Linked DNA regions of Mus musculus: all the other regions are linked to region 1. Evidence: chromatin contacts called from public Hi-C and promoter capture Hi-C data. All regions are on one chromosome and are shown on one strand. The core of a region is the stretch at or near the end of the contact, and the rest is flanking DNA. Distances in the headings are between cores, read along the strand shown. Region 1 holds the start of Dtx2 (deltex 2, E3 ubiquitin ligase). Region 2 holds the start of Gigyf1 (GRB10 interacting GYF protein 1). Region 3 holds the start of Agfg2 (ArfGAP with FG repeats 2). Region 4 holds the start of Mospd3 (motile sperm domain containing 3).

Region 1 (3,325 bases), core at 427-2,926:
GGACACATTCTCTGTCATCTATATGAATGCTGTGGCATGACCCATCCCTGTACAAAAAAAAAAAAATGAGAATAATAAAAAATAGGAGTCCTTATTTGTAAGTTCATGGATGCAAAATGGAAATCAGCAGACAGGAGTCCATTTAAGGCTAGGAGGGCTGGGGATATGCCTGAGTCAGCAGAGAGCTTGCTTAGTGTGCAGGAAGCCCTGGGTAACCCCCCCCCCCCCCCCCCCCGCTCCCCCTGCCTGGTCCTCCTCTATAGCTGGGAACAACAGTACACACCTGCAATCTCAGAAGGTGAGACAGGGGGATTAGTAGTTGCAGGCCATCTCTGAAGCCAGGTGCTAAGACACCCTGTCTCCAAAACAAATAAACAAAAAATCCCCCTACTTCCACTAGGAGGGACTTATGTAGAGCTTTTGGGGACAGACACGTTTTCTTTGGGCTGTGAAGTCATTAAGATCTTTCTGGCTGTATAGATTATACGTGGGTCCTTGGTGGCTACCATCGGCACTAGGAAATGCCAGGTGCCATCCATTCATCAGAAATAATGAGCAAAGCAGCTGTGTCTTATCAGACTGTCCCTCTGCAGTGTCAGATGGAGACCAATTAGCAGAGGCAGGAAGCAACACAATTCTGCCTTTCCAAGCAAAACAGTAGCAAGCACCCCTGCTCCTCAGTGACACTGCTGAGGCCAGGCCTCCTTGACTTCTCTAGCTGTGTTCATCTTTTCTGCTTGGTGAGCCGGGAGCAGGTTCTGGGAATGGAACAGGCTCTGTGAAGTGGAATTTTAAGGACTTCTTTTGCAAATCCAGGGTCTTCTGCCTACTCGATAGATAAGTGCTCTACCACTGAGCCAGGCCAACTTAAGCCAAGGTTTAACTTTTTTTTTTGTTTTTTGTTTTTTGTTTGTTTGTTTGTTTTTCGAGACAGGGTTTCTCTGTGTAGCCCTGGCTGTCCTGGAACTCACTTTGTAGACCAGGCTGGCCTCGAACTCAGAAATCTGCCTGCCTCTGCCTCCTGAGTGCTGGGATTAAAGGCATGCGCCACCACGCCCGGCTTAACATTTTTTAATAGATTCTTTTCTTATTTAAAAATTTTAAATCTATGTTTTTAAAGACTGTGCTTGTAAGCTCAGCAATTAGGAAGCAGAGGCAGGAGGTTCAAGAGTTTAAGAGCAGCCTAGGCTTACATCACAAATTCAAAGCCACTCCGAGGTACATGAGATCCTGGACCCCTTCCACCCCTACAAGTGGACTCTTATAGCTGGGGATTAATTAGTAGTAGAACACTTGTCTACTGTGCTTGCATTAACTTTGATCCTCAACACCACAAAAGGAAAAATCAGGGTTGGCGATAGGGCTCAGAGGGTAAAGGCATTTGCTGACAAGCCTGACACCTTGAGTTCGATCCGTGGAACCCACGTGAAGGTGGACACGGAGAACGGACTCCTAAAGTTGTTCTTTGACCTCTGTAAGTACACCCCCCTCCAGAATATACACACATAATAAAAAGAAATATAAAAATTATTAAAAATCAAATGCATCAGTGATTAGCGAGGGAGTAAGTCAGTAGGAGAAAGAGAAGGCTGGGTACATTTATATCTGCTGGTGTGCTTTGGTTCAGCCCACTCAGCTTCATCAGAACTACATTTCCCAGAAGGCACTGCGTGAGGTGGACATGCGCAGCGCGGTGCTTGGAGGCTGCGACGCCGAGTTTCACTCCGGCTGCCTCCGGCTCGGAGTCGGAGACATACTCGAGGGTTCTTCCCAGGCCGAGCCGGAGCTGAGCCCGGAGGTCGGCGGTCCTCTCAACCTGTTCCTTCTGCTTCCCTCAGACTCGGTGAGCGGGACGGGCGGGCCACCTGCTGGCGCCCAGCCTGGGGTCCCGAGGGTGGGTGGGTGGGTTGAGGAGAGGGGGCTATTGAGCCAAGCTGAGACCGGAAGGGGGCGGTCGTGCGAGGAGGGAGGGCCGTGCCGGCGGGATGGGTGAGTCCTGGGGGCGTTGGGAGCCCTGGGCACCTCGGTACCAGGGTCCTGGAGGCGGGAAGTCGCAGTTGGGACGCTCTGAGCGTTGGGGACTGGGCTGGGTGTGGTAAGAGCCCTATTTTTTGCAGAGACAGGGGTCGCATCCCTGGCAGTTTGAGTCCTACAGGACCTGGAAGAGCAGTGAGGCTATTGCTACCCTGGCTCCCTGAGGGGTCAGTTTCAGTCCTGGAGCGTTTGTGTGTGTGTGGGGGCGTTACATCCAGGCGATAGGGATCCACCACTGTCTGAGAGAGTTGGACTTTGGAGGCGTTTGCCTTTCCATTCTCGGTCTGTGTCAGACTGGGTCTCTGGGGCACTTTGGGGTGTCTCTGTTTTGAAGCTCCGCTTTTCATCCTATCCCTCACACAGCTGCAGGGTTGCCCGCGTTAGCTTTGCCTCCACAGTGGCATGAATGGGAATGTGTTCACAGGCAAGACCTTTAATGAACTCTCTTTTCTCCGTGCCGTCTTAGCCCCTTTAAAATTCTAGAGAGCCCAGCAATGTGTTGCACATTTATAATCCCAGTATTTGGGAGACAAAGGTTTGCGGGTAGCTAAAGCTTGCCTGTGCTTCATCACAAGATACTATATTACATCCCTCTCACTCCCCAAAAGAGTGCTAGCCAGGTGTGGTGATTTATGACTGTAATTTCAGCACTTGTGAGGCAGAAGCTGGAGACTCAGGAGTTCCAGTCCAGCCCTAAGCTATATACTGTGGCCCCTGCTTAAAACAAAACAAAACAAAAAAACCCCCAACAACCCAAAAGTAACAGTTCTGTGATGTAGAGTTCCCAGTAGCCACGAGAATCAGGATTGACTTCAGTTGGTCAAGGTGTCAAGTCTCTTTGCTTATTTTCTGTGTGACTTTGGTCAAATTTTTATCCTCTCTGGTGTGTTGATTTCCTTCATGGACCATCCGTGGGACCGGTTTCTGAAGTCCTCACGCAGACTTTTCTGAGAAAGGGTTTAATTGAGTGGGCTGAGAAAGACTGTCCCTAGCTTCTGCTCCCTGCCCAAGCTGTTGGAAAATAAGCCTGGTAATTTCCAGTTGCCAGCCACAGCACACGGGACCCAACATCTGTGCGCTCATTTTCTCTTGCCGATTCTTCACTGAAGACTTAATCATCTTTTTGGCAAAGGTACCTCGGAATCGGTGTGGCTGAGTCAGCAAGGCCTCAGATTTGCCGGGTTCTTGTTTGCTGTTCCTATCAAGATGGGAGCTCAGACAAGTTATTGCTTCTGAGGATCTGGTGCTTTCATCAAGAAGGGACAGTTTGGTGCCAGCTCTTCAGTGAAGA
Region 2 (2,924 bases), core at 349-2,848, 1.5 Mb after region 1:
AGATTCTGGGTCACCCCATTGTCTGCCATGGGGCCTTGGTTTAGTTACTGAGGAGACCCTCTTTCCTAGACTCCTCTAGTGGACACTCTCTTCTTCCTTCTAGATTCCTGGCGTCCTGCAGCGGATGGCGACTGGAGAGGCACACTGGTCCAGCCTCCTGCCCAGCCTGTGATAAAAAACCCACGTATTCCCCCCGGACACTGCCTGTCCTTCCTTCTCTACTCTGCCCTTCCTGAGAGTCTCCTACCCAGGACCCTAGAGGAACTTGCCCTGTTGCTGCCACTGCTGCCTCATTAGCCACTAGAGACTGAACTTGCCTCTTCCCATATGGTGAGGGAGCCTTCCGCCAGCCACAACCTGAGAACCCTGCTCCCACCTTGACCTTTTTTCTGAGGGGCAGTTGTTGATGTAGGGTAGGAGTTTAGGTCTTGGTTCCTATTCCTGTGGCCACACCCACCTGCTCAGAGCCTACCGTGAGTGGAGTGAGTACCTGTGGCTCTGGAAGTCCTGTCTGCTTAGTTTGTGCTGAAACCCAGCCCCCTCAGACAGATGCCCTAAGTTTTCTTTAGAGAAGTTGGCTTGTTCCAAGGCTTGTCATACTGCTTTATAAAATGGACCATTCCTCTATAGAACATAAGCGGCCCCAATGCCTGCCTGTCTTATTTTTTGAGACAGGGTCTCATATAGCCCAGGCTGGCCCTAAACTCTTATGTAGCCAGAAGTGACCTTAAATTTCTGAACCTCCTGCCTCTCTCTATCTCCCAAGTGTTTGGGATCAAAGCCGGGTGCTATATTCCTTGTTGGTGTGGTGTTGGGGGCAGAGTCTAGGGCTTCAAGTATGGTGAATAAGTGCCCCCCCACCCCCAGCCAAACTATATCCCCAGTCCAGTGATTGTTTCAGAATAGTCTTACTGTGTGCTGTCCCAGGTTGTCCCAGGAACTTGCAGTCCTCTTGCCTTTGTCTCCTGAGTGCTGGGATTACAAACATGGGCATTACAAAGCAGGCTTAAGTTTTGTGCTGAAAATCCTCACTGTATTCTGGGCACACTGGTTACCTCAGCCATCCCATGAGAGCACCTCTGACCAATGACCACATTGTCCCTTCTCCTGAGTGCACTGTACCCGGCAGCTGTGGGCCAGGGGCTGGGAGACTGTCTAATTCACTGGGGTAACCTCTCTCTTCCTCCTCTTCTCCCTAAGGATCTCTCCCAGATGTGAAAGTTTCTCCCAGGCACTTAGAGGCTAGAGCTAGTTGCTTGGGGATCCTAGTTCAGCGCAGCCCGGCCCCTGTGAGACCAGAGAGCCCTTGTTTCCCTGGACAGAACTGTCAGGTGAGTGTTGGGCCACCAGAGGGCGTCCCACTGAGCTGGAAGGGGCTCAGGCTTCAGTGTTCCCTCACTCCCTAGGACTCTCCCCTACCCTGACTCAGCTTTGGTTAACTCATGGTGTGAGTGGTCACCTGTCTGGTGTAGGTGAGTTCAATGCCAAAATGTCTCACCGTCTAGATGGAGGCCTGTCACTGGCCCAGCAAAGTGCTGGCGCCATGACTGATCTGCCCTGCACCAGCTTACTCATGACTTGTCTGTGACCCTACAGGTATTTGGACAGTACTCTCCTGGTCCTGTCTCTGCCATTCATCCTTGACCTTTGAGAAGCATCGAAGCTCCACAATGGCAGCAGAGACACTCAACTTTGGGCCTGAGTGGTGGGTCACTTAAGCTCTGGTCCAGGGGAAAAGCTGGTGTAGGGGTGAAGGGCCACGTGGACCTCCGTCTCCCCTTTTTTTTTGTACCTGTTTTAGGCTGAGAGCCCTTTCGAGTGGTGGCAGCGTGGCCTCTCCACCCCCATCTCCTGCCATGCCCAAATACAAGCTGGCAGATTACCGCTATGGGCGAGAGGAGATGCTGGCCCTCTATGTCAAGGAGAACAAGGTGAGGTTTGGGATGGAGCACAGCTCCCTCGCCCATTTGCCTTATCTGTGAGTTGCCTCTGAGTGGTTAATATATTGGGCCTCCTGCCCCATCCCAGGTCCCGGAGGAACTACAGGACAAGGAGTTTGCTGCAGTGTTACAAGAGGAACCGCTGCAACCTCTGGCTCTGGAGCCTCTGACTGAGGAGGAGCAGGTGGGGCTGGGCCTAGGGTGGAGGAGGGAGGGGCTGGGCTTGGGAAGATGGGGGCTGACTGGGTGACGGTCCTCACTGCCATCCCTGGCTCCCTCCTCAGAGAAACTTCTCGCTGTCGGTGAACAGTGTGGCTGTGCTGAGACTGATGGGGAAAGGGGCTGGGCCCCCTTTGCCTGCCACCTCCCGTGGCAGGGGCAGCACTCGGAGCCGAGGTAGACAGCGACTCCTCGTATTTTTTAGGGGAGGAGGTGGGCAGAGTTGGAGTGGGTGGTGGCAAGGATACAGAGGGACACTGGAGGGTCCCAGACCCAGTGTAAACCCTCTTCTTCAGGGCGAGGCCGTGGTGACAGCTGCTTTTACCAAAGAAGCATTGAGGAAGGCGATGGGGCCTTCGGAAGGAATCCTCGGGAGATCCAGCGAAGCCAAAGCTGGGATGACAGGTGGGGATGACAAGATGGAGAGAGACGGGCAGAACGGAGGAGTGCCACTGAGCTGGAATAGGGTGACTAGAGGGACCAGAGACACCCAGCAGGCCAGCCCTGATCAGAGCCCCTGGGTCGTGTCTACCCAGCCTAGCACCCCCTGGGGAAGGGTGATGTTTGACCGACGCCTTTCTTCACAGAGGCGAGAGGCGGTTTGAGAAGCCTGCAAGGAGGGATGGAGGTATGAGCGTGTTGATGATGGTGGCCAGCATGGTCGGGAGGCAGTGGAGGTGGGGTTCCCAGGTAGGGGGATGGGGGGGGAGCTAATAGGAGTAAGCTCTCTTGAGGTTCATCCATGCTTACTGTTTGTCTCCCCTG
Region 3 (3,078 bases), core at 23-2,522, 1.7 Mb after region 1:
GGGGGCAGAGGACGAAATGGGGAAAAGAAAAGAATATGCCATTCTGATCCTCATCTCTTCGGGAAAGCTAAGCTGTCCGCCAGGATAACCCTTTGGCTCTCTGCCCTTAGTATATTTCGTAAGTCATCTACCCTCTAGCTAGCATTCCAGAGCCTGAAAGATTAGGATCTGCACCTGATCCCTGGCTTCATACCTGCCACTCTAGGCTGTCAGCCTGGGCTAATGCGTGGAGCATTTTCCATTCCCTTCTAGGGTACTTTTGTCTTAGGCTCGACTTCCCTATTTCTTTCCCTTCTCCTTCCACCCCGTTCCCCTCCGCTCCCCTCCTGGTGGAGCGGCAAGGGTCTCATGGTTGGCCTTGAACTCCTGATCACCTCCCCCTCAGTGTTGGGATTACAGGCGTGTACCACACTACTCGGGTTTTATGCAGTGCTGTGGATGGAAACTCAGGGCGCCGAGCGTGCTAGGCAAGCACTCTACCAACTGAGATACAATGCAACCCCAGCTAAAGTTCCCTTTAAAGGTCTATGTCAATTTCTGGCCCTTTAAGTCCCTCCCCCACCCCACCCCAGTCCCTCCACACTTTCTCTCTCCCCACCTGCAATTCGCCTTCGCCTCCCCCAGGGAGTTTCTCCAATCCTCTCCTCGTGTCCTTCTACAGCCCCCACCCTCCCTCTGCAGCGCGACTCCACTCCCGTCTTCTGTCCCCCTGCGCTTTTTCCCTTTCCCCCACGACACACCTCTGCAGCAGGCGACCTTCCACCGCCACATCCAATGCCGGGGCTACCCCTCTGACCTCCTGGATCGCCCCGAGCTCCTGCAGACTCACTTCACCCGAACCAAACCCAGTTCCCCCCCCCCCCCCCGGATCCACTCACAGGAGGCCGGAGCAGGTGGTGCAGACGAAGCTGCCCACGGTGATGTCCACATACGTGACCCCGCGCTGGGCGCACTCGAAACAGTGGCGGTTCCCGGCCTGGCTGCAGCCGCCCAGCTCCCGCACTCGGCGGCACCACACCTCCGAAGCGGCTTCAGCCTCCGCTTTGCTCCCTCCGACCCCGCCACCCGGGCCCGGGCCCTTCTTAGCCGCCATCACCATCTCTCCTCCAGGTTCCTCTGCAAGTCAGCGGTCGCTCCCCTTTAACCGCTCGCTGCCTTTCCCGCCTCCGCCGCCTTCGCACGCCCGGCAACCCTGACACCAGCTCCTGCAGCCCCGACCACGACCGCGAGAGACTCTGCCGCCCCCTTCCTCGTCCTGTTCGGCACGCTGATTGGCTAGTCTCCCCCCACCTCCTTGCTTTAATTGGTTCGATTCGAGACGGCCTCCGGTTGCTGGAGCCTTCAGAACCACGCCCCACTGCCACCCGGCCTTCTGTCTTTTCCATTGGTTCACAAAGACCCCCACCTTGCAAGTACAATGCGTGCCCTCCTCCTTGTCCCCGCCCCCTCTCGCCACGGACTCCTATGCTGACTCTGATTGGTTGTTAAGGTTGCAAAATTAGCGTGCGAGAGAAAGGAGGTGTTCGGCGCGTGCGTAGTGCTCATCCTCCGGATTGATACTAATTCCCGCCAAATTTCAAAGGCTCGTTCCAGGCTGAGCCAGGAGACAAGAAAATCGGAAAGAAATTGCCCTAGGATGAGCTGGAGGAGAAAGGGAAAGACAGAGAAGGGGAGTGCTTTGTAAAAGATACTTTATTTATCCAAGTCATAGAAAGAGCCCCCACTTTAGAGTCAAGTTAAAAACCTGAGGTAGGATGCAGAAGGGATGAACGGCGTTTGCCACTAACCTTCATTCCCACTCCTGTAAGAAAACCGACTCCTATAAGCTAGCTGCCTTCTGATTTCCATGAGTACACACACACACACACACACACACACACACACAAATAAATAAATGCATGTAAAAAATATTCAAGAAAACATGTTGAAGTGGATCACAGAACTGGTTTGTGGCTCAGTCAGAATTTGAATCTGAGTCTTTTGATTTTAAAAGCTCTGCTCCGTGGCCAGGGATGTATCTCAGCTGGTAGAGTGCACTAAGCGCGAGGTTCAAGCCCCCAGCACTGCATACAACTCAGCGCGGTGGCACAGGCCAGTAATTCCAGCATTTGGGAAGTGGGGGTAGCAGTAGCGGTACTTCAGAGTCATCCTCGGTCACTGCCTGGAAAAGGAAAGGCTGAGAATAAGCAGGTTTAGGGATGCTGGCAACCATAAGTCAGGACTTTGGTTTCAGACATGCCAATGGGATGCGGGCAGATGAGAGATAGGTTTCTGAGTTATTGGTACCCAGGAGCCCATGGGCTAGATGAGGTTGCTTAATTGTTGTCATAGCTGCAAGTGTACTTCCCCCTGAGCTGTGGTGATGCCAAGTCCCCATGTACACATGCAAAGGAACCATTTTGCTTCATGTAAACCATGGCTGCATGCCTTGGATTCCAAGCAGGTGGATCGCTGTGAGTTTTAGGCCAGCCTGGTCTATGTAGTGAGTTCCAGGGGATTACACAGTGAAATCCTGTCCCCCACCCCACCCCCACCAAAAAAAAAGCCTCTTGTACATTTTCAGAGTTCAGCGTTCAGCATTTCCCTGTGCTGGCCATTTCTTGCACAGCTTCTCTTTAGCCAGTGGTTATTTCTTCACCCCTTAAAATGTTACCCACCACAAGTGAATAAATGGGCAGGAATTGGGGTGACCACTAGACTCTGATAGCTTCCAGTCTGTCTTTTGCTACAGGGTGTGGTCTGCAAGAGCAACCAGAGGGTGCGCTTCCTCCTCCTGTCTCTACTCCACCCAGGCCATATCAGAGAGTGACAACCCTATTTCCCCTCATAATCAGCAAGAGCACAGGCAGCCCGGGGACTCCCTCTTCTGCTATTGCTCCTGTGGCCTGGTGGGGAGGGCTTGGTGGCTTTCCTGGTAAGAAAAAGGCCCTTCGCCCTTGGGGAGTTAAGTCTACAGAACCCAAGCAATAGGGGGTGGGAGGTAGAAAGCAAACTTTTTTTTTTTTCAGCATGTTGCAGTGGGAGCTGAAGAGATGTCTCAGCAATTAGGAGCATTTGCTGCTCTTCCAAAGGATCCAA
Region 4 (3,288 bases), core at 751-3,250, 1.6 Mb after region 1:
TACACACACACACACCACACACACACACACACACACACACACACACACCACACACCACACACACCACACACACACACCACACACACACCACACACACACACACACACCACACACACACACACATGACACACACACACACACACCCACACACACACACACACACACCCCCATATACAGCACACGCACACACACCACACTCACACACACACCACACAGACACACACCACACACACACCACACACACACACACATACCACACACACACACACCACACACACACACACACCACATGCACACCACACACACACATACCACACACACACACACCATACACATACACAGACACACACACAGCACACACACACCCCTGAGCCCAGAGACTTCTTCAAACCCCATTTAGTTTCTTTCTAGGGTATTGCGACTGCGTCTTCTCTCCCTACAGAGGTCCCCAGTGCAGGGCTGGGGTTACTGCTCAGCAGTACAGTACTTGGTACCTGGTAGGCCTTTGCCCAGTACTGCAGAAAACCAAGACCCGTGGAGAGATGACTCAATCAAAAAAAGGGCTGACCATGCAAGCATGGAGATCTGAGTTCAGTTCTCCAGAACATACTTAAAACTGGGCATGGAAGTGTATGCCTATAATCCCAGTGTTTGGGCGGTGGAGGCTCTGGATTCTGCACCGCCCATCCAGTCTACAAATGAATGTATATTAGGTTCAATGAGAGAGCCTGTCTCAAAACAACTAAGGGTGAGAAGAGACTGCACATGTGCTCAAGTCCATGCATAAGGACCCACATGCATATACTCACACAATACATATACACAATACCACACACACACACACACACACACACACACACACACACAAAGAATCTGTTCAACTCACTCTCCTGAAGATGTCTGGCTGGGGTCAGTCCTGTCCACACAGGAGGCCCTGGGTTGGGCGTTGGCTCAGAATGTCCCTGAAGCTCCAGGGGGTACGCTGGGGCTCGAAGAACAGAGGTGATGTCTTTTCTTCCAACCACTCGTCCCTCAGTCCCCTCCTCAGACAGCTCAATGCGGAATCTGTCCTGGACGTCATAGTGGCTGGGGACGGGGGCCACGTGCCGTATCACACTGAACCATTGGGAGGAAAGGAAGTGAGAGGCAACCAACCATGTAAATCCAGATCTCCTCCCCAGAAACTTTTCCCAGAGTGACTGCAGTCAGCAGGAGAAAAGACAACAGGTAGCTGTGGTGCCTGGCTGCTTCCCCAACCTCCCCACTCACATGTCAATGCAGGACTGAGGCTTCACATATCCCTCTGCATCGAATACCGTGTATTTGGCAGGTGCTGTGCACAGAACTGTCAGATAAAGATACGCGAAGAGATCTTAGGCAAGTTTTACTTATAGTGCTCCACCGGGGCCCCTCATGTCAGCAACCCCGGAGATGGACATGATTTTTTTTTCAGACCCAAAGCTAGGCATCTTGCCTCTTGATTAATTCCTCCAGCCCACACAGTCTTCCCATATCCTGCTACTAACCCCCAGAGCCCTAGCTCTAAGGCGCCCGTCTCTTCACCTCGGAAGCGAAGCGCAGTTCCCGTGGGGTTGTAGAGGGTCAGCAGCTGCCGGGGTCCACTTCTCTGGTCCGCCCTGAATACTAGATCCGGGGGAAAGACCAGCACCGGGACAACGGGTCCTGAGGAAGGAGGGGAGCCCCGGGACCCCCGCCCAGGGGCCCCCGGACCCACCAGCTCCTGGTCCTGGGGCGCCCCACGGCGCATGCAGGCTCTGGGCGGTCGGACATCCGAGGGCAGAGCTCAGGAGGACAAGAGGGTCTTAGAGTTTAGGGCTAGTGACGCGATGGATGAAAAGAGGACAGGGGGAGATCATGAGCAGAGCGAGGCCTGATGTCACCACTGCCTTGGAACCCCGCTAGATGTGGATCCTGCAGCCCCGGGCCCCGGTTCCCAAACCTCCTCTCCTGCCAGCTGGGCCCCAGGTTCCTATAGGCCCCGCCCCCAAACCGCACCGCAGTGGCCACGCCCACCTGGCTAAAATCCGTCCCGCCTCGTCGCTTCCCAATCCGGGTCTTCCGGTTTGGGGCGCAGTAAACCCGCCCTGTTTCTGACCACGCCTTTTCCGGGTCTTCCCGCTCCGATCTCCTGACGGACTCTGCTCTTTGAGAGTCCCTGACCTCCAGGTCACCGAATTGTGTCCCTGTGCCCTTTCCTTGAGCTCGGCATATGCTCTGCTCGGGATCCCGCCTGTGAACAGCCGCTTGTACTGTGATAATCACCTCGCGGTCAAAGTTTCCTCCGGTCAACTTGTGACCAAATTAAGGGCGCCATCTTCCCGAGAGTTCCTTTATGCACTTCCGCCGTACGGCCTCTCTTATTGGTGGGTGCTGAATCCCTTCCGCCCCAATGTTCGCTGATTGGTGTTCTTCAAAGACCAAACACGCCTCCTTTGGCACCACTGATTGGCTTGATCTTGGTAAGAATTTTATGTGTCCTGAGTTCCTTCTCTGTCTGAGAGTTAAGTGCGAGAGGCGGGACTGTGAGCAACGACCTAGCGTTTGTTTATCTGGGCCTGGGAAACGTATGATTAAGTCAGTAATCAATAAGCAGAACTGGATGAGGCAGGAACTTTTTTTTTTTTTTTTAAATAAGAGGGTTAGTGCTGAAGGGTTCGGACCCAGGTTCGCTTCCAGCATAGACATAGTGACAACTATAACTCCAGTTTCTGGGAATCGAACGCCCTCATTTGACCTCTGACAATACGTGGGTCATATACATGTAAAGAAAACTTTCGATACTAAAGATGTGCCTACAAACCAAAACAGGAACCACCAAGAAAGCAGGAGAACTTTTTCTAAGCCGGCGCTCCGTCAGGACGAACATGTTCAGCTCGAGCGCCAAGATCGTGAAGCCCAATGGCGAGAAGCCCGACGAGTTCGAGTCTGGCATCTCTCGGGCGCTTCTCGAGCTGGAGATGAATTCTGATCTCAAGGCGCAGCTGCGGGAACTCAACATCACCGCAGCCAAGGAAATTGAAGTTGGTGGTGGTCGGAAAGCTATCGTAATTTTTGTACCAGTTCCTCAGCTTAAATCTTTCCAGAAAATCCAAGTCCGGCTAGTGTGAATTGGAGAAAAAGTTCAGTGGGAAGAATGTAGTCCTCATTGCTCAGAGGTGGATTCTGCCCAAGCCAACCCGGAAAAGCCGAACGAAAAATAAGCAAGAAGCGCCCCAGAAGCCGCACCCTGACAGCAGTGCACGATGCCATCCTTGAGGACTTAGTCTT

The links. Promoter capture Hi-C pulls out the DNA fragments that hold promoters and counts their contacts. A called contact is a pair of places that touch in the nucleus more often than the background predicts.
Region 2: a promoter capture Hi-C map of pre-B cells shows a contact between it and region 1, with 6 times the contacts expected there. The contact joins the promoter of Gigyf1 here to the promoter of Dtx2 in region 1. A contact is called at or near these places in 3 of 39 promoter capture datasets (liver, neutrophils and pre-B cells).
Region 3: a contact with region 1 is called in a promoter capture Hi-C map of liver, with 6 times the contacts expected there. The contact joins the promoter of Agfg2 here to the promoter of Dtx2 in region 1. A contact is called at or near these places in 2 of 39 promoter capture datasets (liver and pre-B cells).
Region 4: a Hi-C map of B cells shows a contact between it and region 1, with 10 read pairs. The contact joins the promoter of Mospd3 here to the promoter of Dtx2 in region 1. A contact is called at or near these places in 1 of 39 promoter capture datasets (maxillary cranial neural crest) and 1 of 484 Hi-C or Micro-C datasets (B cells).

What each region holds. Positions count from the first base shown.
Region 1 is chr5:135,993,124-135,996,448 of GRCm38.p6, forward strand. Dtx2 (deltex 2, E3 ubiquitin ligase) reads left to right here and starts at 1,677. Exons shown (of 11, transcript NM_001256096.1): 1 at 1,677-1,843; 2 at 3,167-3,325.
Region 2 is chr5:137,517,282-137,520,205 of GRCm38.p6, forward strand. Gigyf1 (GRB10 interacting GYF protein 1) reads left to right here and starts at 1,599. Exons shown (of 24, transcript NM_031408.2): 1 at 1,599-1,705; 2 at 1,802-1,931; 3 at 2,029-2,124; 4 at 2,225-2,336; 5 at 2,456-2,564; 6 at 2,747-2,787. The coding sequence starts at 1,671.
Region 3 is chr5:137,683,481-137,686,558 of GRCm38.p6, forward strand. It overlaps Agfg2 (ArfGAP with FG repeats 2), which reads right to left and starts at 1,273. Exons shown (of 12, transcript NM_178162.3): 1 at 879-1,273. The coding sequence starts at 1,099. It overlaps Gm15498 (a long non-coding RNA gene), which reads right to left. Exons shown (of 2, transcript XR_003956003.1): 2 at 1,905-2,161.
Region 4 is chr5:137,598,708-137,601,995 of GRCm38.p6, forward strand. Mospd3 (motile sperm domain containing 3) reads right to left here and starts at 2,001. Exons shown (of 5, transcript NM_001254762.1): 1 at 1,564-2,001; 2 at 1,270-1,345; 3 at 887-1,116. The coding sequence starts at 1,768. It also overlaps the pseudogene Gm7285.